Linked DNA regions of Oryzias latipes: region 1 is linked to region 2. Evidence: chromatin contacts called from public Hi-C data. All regions are on one chromosome and are shown on one strand. Each heading gives the region's core, a stretch centred on a gene start, on an enhancer-like site or on the middle of the called end of the contact. The rest is flanking DNA. Distances are from core to core; before and after follow the strand shown.

The links. Hi-C and Micro-C count contacts between places; a contact is called where the count stands out from the background.
Region 1: a Hi-C map of embryo shows a contact between it and region 2, with 1.8 times the contacts expected there. The contact joins the enhancer-like site here to the promoter of LOC101162428 in region 2. A contact is called at or near these places in 2 of 5 Hi-C or Micro-C datasets (both in embryo).

What each region holds. Positions count from the first base shown.
Region 1 is chr1:21,455,725-21,458,602 of ASM223467v1, forward strand. No RefSeq gene overlaps it. Among protein-coding and RNA genes, the nearest start is that of gna12, 17 kb to the left of the region's middle. Within about 2 kb of position 1,452, at least 1 of the 8 cell types and tissues checked has an H3K27ac peak or open chromatin away from gene starts, as enhancers often do. A contact at or near this core is called in embryo, where this site is marked.
Region 2 is chr1:21,393,430-21,396,534 of ASM223467v1, forward strand. It overlaps LOC101162428 (serine/threonine-protein kinase/endoribonuclease IRE1-like), which reads left to right and starts at 1,657. Exons shown (of 24, transcript NM_001278895.1): 1 at 1,657-1,722; 2 at 2,376-2,493; 3 at 2,590-2,623. The coding sequence starts at 1,657. It overlaps chst12 (carbohydrate sulfotransferase 12), which reads left to right. Exons shown (of 6, transcript XM_004065970.4): 6 at 1-558. The coding sequence ends at 282.

The DNA.
Region 1 (2,878 bases), core at 202-2,701, 62 kb after region 2:
GCTGATTGGTATTTAAGTTATTGTTACTATAAGGATAAATATATAAAATAAACTATTGTTTTTTTTTAGCATAAATAAAACAAAAACAAGAAGCTGACATGACTTTGTTTCAAATTAAAAGACATCCTGTCGCAGACATTTTCAATGCAGCATATGAAGTAGTAGGTAGTGTCGAGTCAGCAGTTATTTAAAAGAAAATCAAGTTTAGTTTACTATTTGCTGTGTATCTCAGCCAGAAAATCTTAAATCTATTAGAATAAAATGTATTCAGAGCTAAACATGTTACAATTACAGTAGTTTTCAGACCACAACTTAAAGCTATTGAATCTTTTCAAAAATAGATATTCCGCTTTATGATCCGGTGCGCCTAAAGTATAAATTCTGGTTGTGTTTTCTTACCTCAAATTAATTTTTTTGTAGTACACTGTGCTCAAAAATCTGCTTAAATGTTTTAGTACAACTTTGGTAAGCTACAAAGCCACACCGCATGATGGATTGTTGGAGCATTATGGGCACCATAGTCAGAAGCCTGGTGGAGCGATACGGGCTGTGCTTCAACTGTTTGTAAATTATTTGAAAAAAACTTGAGTTTTCTGACTGTTTGGTTTTGCTTGATGTGTCTTGTAGTAAGAAAAAAATGTTATTTTATTAATTATTATATTTATTATTATATATTTATATTATTATATTTACATTATTATTATAAAATGAAAAACGTTTTTAATTGTCTATAATCAGAAAGCCACAATTAATGAGTCAAAGATCCCCACGTATAGCTCTGAAGCCTCAGGTGGCAAACTCAAAACTTGACAAGAACCAGAAAATGCCTGAAAATCTGTTACAAACATGAAGAGCAGCTTTTGAAGAAAATGGATCAAAAATTAAATTAAAATTGCATTAAAAATGTCCATTAAGTAAAAACACATATTAAAAAAAACTCTGCAAATGTTTAATAGTAAGAACCACCACTTCTTTCCAGAAGAATTACAAGTTTAATAAAAATTAATCCCAAAAATTCCTTAACAACAAAGCAGCCAAATTATCCAAAAACCTAGTTTTTGGTTTTCTCCTTCTTAAATTTATTTTCTAAATTCTCTTAATGTTTTTTCCTGGGCTTTCTCACAAATAAAAAAACTGTCTATGCATTACATTTTCTCAGCTGGGGTCTCCCTCCTTTTCATCACATTGTTTCTTCTCCCTTTAGTCAAGTGAGCTGAGGTGAAGCTTGCAAATCTAGACGAACCGTTCAGAGCCTCTCGCTCAGAAAAGCAACAGGAGATCTTCTGTTTCAAAAACACCCCACCAGAGGGGCAGGAAGAGCCAGTTTCACTGCACGACAAATCAGCCTTTCTTTTGCCAGTTAGGTTTTCAAAACCTGAGTAATCCAGAGGACTTCTGTCTGCCCAGCAGCTGTTGTCTCCAGGATGACGCCTGTGAGTCACTGTAAGTTGAGCCAACAGAAAGCGGCCAGCTGGACGAGACAGCAGACAGAAAATTCTTTGAGACTGTCTAGGGAATCATCACATTTCATTGGTCAGTCTTTGCTTATACCTGAGGTTTGATGAGTGACCAGTTTCCTCTGTGGAATGAAGATAAATATATGAAGAAAATCAAGTACCTGGCAGAAAAGTTCAGACATAAGAGAGAGGTTATCACAGTTAGTAAAATAAAACACAACACAAAGCCTTTTGTTTAGAGAGGTTTTCATCATTAAAAAAATACATTTCTAAACCAACTAAACCTTCAAGACTGCAAATAAATAAATAAAACAGATAGCTTTTTTTTCATAATTATAATGTAGTTTAACTGTATTGGTTTCTCTGTCATTAAAGCTGCCTTTAAAATGAATTCAAGTGATATTGCTTGATTGCTTTCGTCAACAGCCACCTTAGTGTGGTGGAGGGGTTTGAGAGCTTGAGTGATCCCAGGAGCTAAGCTGTCTGGGGCTTTGTTCCCTGATAGGCTCTTTTATGGGGGACAGGTCCTCTGTGACGAGCCAGACAAACCATGGTGAGAAGTAGAAGACAAGATTCCACTACCTTGCCCGGCCTGAGGTACGGCCCAGACTCCTTCTATGGGCCCCGAACAGGTTCAGCCTGAAGGAATGACATGGGATTTCTCTTCCATGGGCCCACCACCTGGATGGTTGGTGGCAGTTGAAGGTGGATGCTTTGGCGGCCGTAGTCTCAATCATGGAACTTGGATTTTGTAAATTTGAGGCAGTGGTTCTCGACCAGAGAAAGGTAGCTTGCCCTCTCTGGGTGGGTGGGGCACCAGGTGGAGGAGTTAAAGTATCATGGGGTCTTGTTCATGAGTGAGGGAAGATCAGAGCATGAGATTGACAGATTGGCAGATTGCAGTGAACCAGCCATTATGCAGTCTCTCTACAGGTCCGCTGTGGAGAAGAGAGAGCTGAGTCGGAAGTCAAAGCTCTCAATTCACCGGTCAATCTTCTTTCAAATACTCACCTGTGGTAATGCTCTGGGTCATGATCGAAAGAAAAAGCTCTTGAATACAAGCGGAGGAAATGAGCTTCCTCTGTAGGGTGGCTCGGCGTTCCCTTTGAGATAGGGGGAAAAGCTCGGTCAAATGGAGAGAGCTCGGATCAAAGCCGCTACTTCTTTACATTGAGAGGAACCAGCTGAGGTGGATCTTGGATCTGGTCTGGATTCCTCTTGGTCACCTTCCTGGGGAAGTTTTTTTTCTCCACTGGGTGGAGGCTGTAATATATAAGACCCAGGACACGCAGAAACTACGTCTCTCGGCTGGATTGTTAATGCTTTGATGTCCCCCCAGAAGGGCTGGAGAAAGTGGCAGGGGAGAGGGAAGTCTGGGCATCTTTGCTTAAACTGCTGCCCCTGCTAACAGGTACCGGATG
Region 2 (3,105 bases), core at 407-2,906:
GTGTACCGTTTGTGCCATCCTTGTCAGGTTAAGTACGATTTCATCGGACATCTGGAAACCCTGGAAGAGGACACGGAGCGTCTACTGAAGATTTTGAAGGTGGATCATCTGTTACACTTCCCTTCAGGGGCCCACAACCTCACCTCCACCAGCTGGGAAAGAGACTGGTTTGCACAGATTCCCATCGCAACAAGGAAAGAACTCTACAAACTTTATGAACCAGACTTTGAGATGTTTGGCTATGCCAAACCTGATGGCCTTCTCCAGCAGGAACTTGACTGAGCAGAAGTGGACAGAACCATCTTTTGCCTTTTCACAACCTTAGTTCATCTGTTATTTAATGTTTATATGCTTTGACAGAAGTGCCTGCCTGAATATTGTATTTATTTTTTAATACGAGTGAACCTGTTACTCTCCACACAAAGTCACTTTGAATAATGTTTTATGAGTAGAGTTGTATTTTGCTAAATCAAGATTGAAGCATTGGGACTAAGTGCAAACTGGTATAACTGAAGGAAGATTTGTTGCAAAAAAAATAAAGAGCTTGAAAAACCCAAATGTTTTGTGAAAAGTAGCAGCAAAATAGAAAAAAAAGCTTGAGATTTAAGGGTTGACTAAATTAGGATCTAGCTTAAGTCTATCATGTGGCCACATGCAAACACAAACTTTGTACATACTAGTGAAGAACAGTCACTAGTTTGTAGTTGTATTAAAGGTAATCTATTGGATTATTTATTATCAGTTATAGTGTAGATCAGATCCTCTTTGATCCGTCCACTGTGGCTCTATGGCTTTAAAGAACAAGGGTAAAAATGTCAGATAAAAAATATACATGTAGCCCAGGGTCTTTTATTTTAGGTTTTATTTATACAGTGAATGTGAAGTAAAAGAAGTATACTGACTGAATAATTCTTCAGATTAAATTGAAAATTTTTAAGTTTACAATATAAAGATAATATATTATAATATATATTATAATATAATATATATATAATATATAATATATATATAATATATAATATAGTATATAAAAAGTAAACTTCCAAGTAGTGGCTCACTTTCAGTATAGATTAAAGTGTCCTTGTGGCACATTAGACTACTTTTGTCTGAGGGGAAGTTATGTGGGCCTAAATTTAATGTATTCTTTTATTTCATTATGTAAAGTACTTTCAAACTTCTCTGTATGTATGGAACAGAGGCGCAACAATTAAGTCATCCACCACTTTCTGTTGCACAAAAAGCCTCTTGTTGCGTTCACGCATGTCCTGTTGTCTGTTTCCACGTGTTCCAGCCGTTTCTAAAGCCCCGCCCATACTAGTCCAAGCCTCGCTTCTGATTGGTCGGTGTTCCTGTTTCTCAGGGTGAGGGGTGGTGAAGCCTGCCCACAGTCGGGGTTTGACAGATCTCTCCCGACGTCACCGGTTCCGTCCCAACACGGAAATATGGAAGTGTCAGGAGTAGTAGACATGGATTTAAAGCGGTACCGCTGAAATATTTACATTTTTTAAAATAGTATGAAAATCTATCAATATCGTTACCTCTGCGCATGCGTTTAATTATGAGACAACGATCTGAAAATGAGGAAAGAGTTCGACGTTTATTGTTAGTTCGGCGGCTTTAATTCTCCGGACCTTGAAACGTAGTGTTTCGGGGGTCATGGGAACTCTCGGACTCCTGCTAATATGTCTTTTCCTGCTGACCTGGGAGGCTGACCCAATTCAGGTAAACTTCGTCAAAGTGTGCAACTGTTTCTGCTTTTGTTTACACCACCTTATCATGGCGTTTCTACTTTTGGCACATGTGTCAATTTTAAGGTCCGGGGAAGTTGCCAAATTATGTTATTTTTTTGGGAAGCGTTAAAGTCAGCCCAGCTCGCTTGAACGAACGGTACCAGGCTGTTTCTGTGCTTCATTTTGCTTAGAACCCCCCCCCCCCCCCCAAACTGTCAATGTGGGCTCCAACACGCATGCGCACAAATGGTTTTTTTTATTGAGTTATTACGCTAATTTTGGTTGAAGTCCAACCAAAACATTCAAGCTCAAACCAACTTAAACCTCAGTTGACCCTCAGTGTATTCGGTATTATTACTACTTTTGGGCGTACATACGCCCCCGCCTTCATTTAGTAAAAGCAGAGAAGACATAAACAAACATTAGGCCCCACAACACACCCTTAGAGAATAAGGATATCCTGCTGAGTGAACGGTGGATTTCTACATCAGCCCCGCCACACCCACTGTCATAAACCCACTCATGCACCCACTCTCCAGTCAAGTCGTTGTACAGTCTAGGGATACATGACACGACAGCTGTCCTGGGGGTCCGTTTTCACCATCACTTTTTTTTTATTTTTTTTATTTCTCTGTATTTCTTCAGGGTGCAGGGGCCAGATCAGTCACACTCCCAGAGTCCCTTCTGTTCATCTCCACCTTGGATGGCAGCCTGCATGCCGTCTCCAAACAGACAGGAGACATCAAGTGGACCCTAAGAGAAGGTTCATGCACTCAGACGTCAGCGCTATTCACATTTTTTTTTTAAACTTTTGGTGCCTCAAATTTTTCTCATGAAATGATGATCTTATTTTTTTCAGACCCCATTATTCAAGTTCCTGTTTACCTCACAGAGTAAGCCACACCCCCCTGCTCAATATGCATGTCAAATTCACATTCCCACTCAGATGAAGATGGTTTTTAATATGTTCTTGGGACATTTCTGATGATAAAGGACATATGTAAAGAAAACTAAGCTTAAAATTGCATTCATGACTATTTCTTTATCCAAATCTTGTGAATCAATAAAATGCAGTTTGAAAAAGAGCTTATTTGTTATGCAGAAAATACCACATATAGACGACTAAAACTTAAAACTGTACGGGTGGATAGTTCTGATATTGCTCTCCATCTTTGTTGCACCGGTAAAGTTAGGTTGGGGGTGTTAGGGGCTGTGAGCTAGCAGTAGAGCGTGTGAACAGAGAACTCTCAGCAACAGGTAGGGGAAGGGGGTGGGTGGGGTTGCTCTGCGGAAATGGTCCTGCCCACAACTCAGAGGTGCATTTTTGGTTAACTCCTGCTGCTCTGCAGAAACTATGTCCTAGAGAATGGAACAG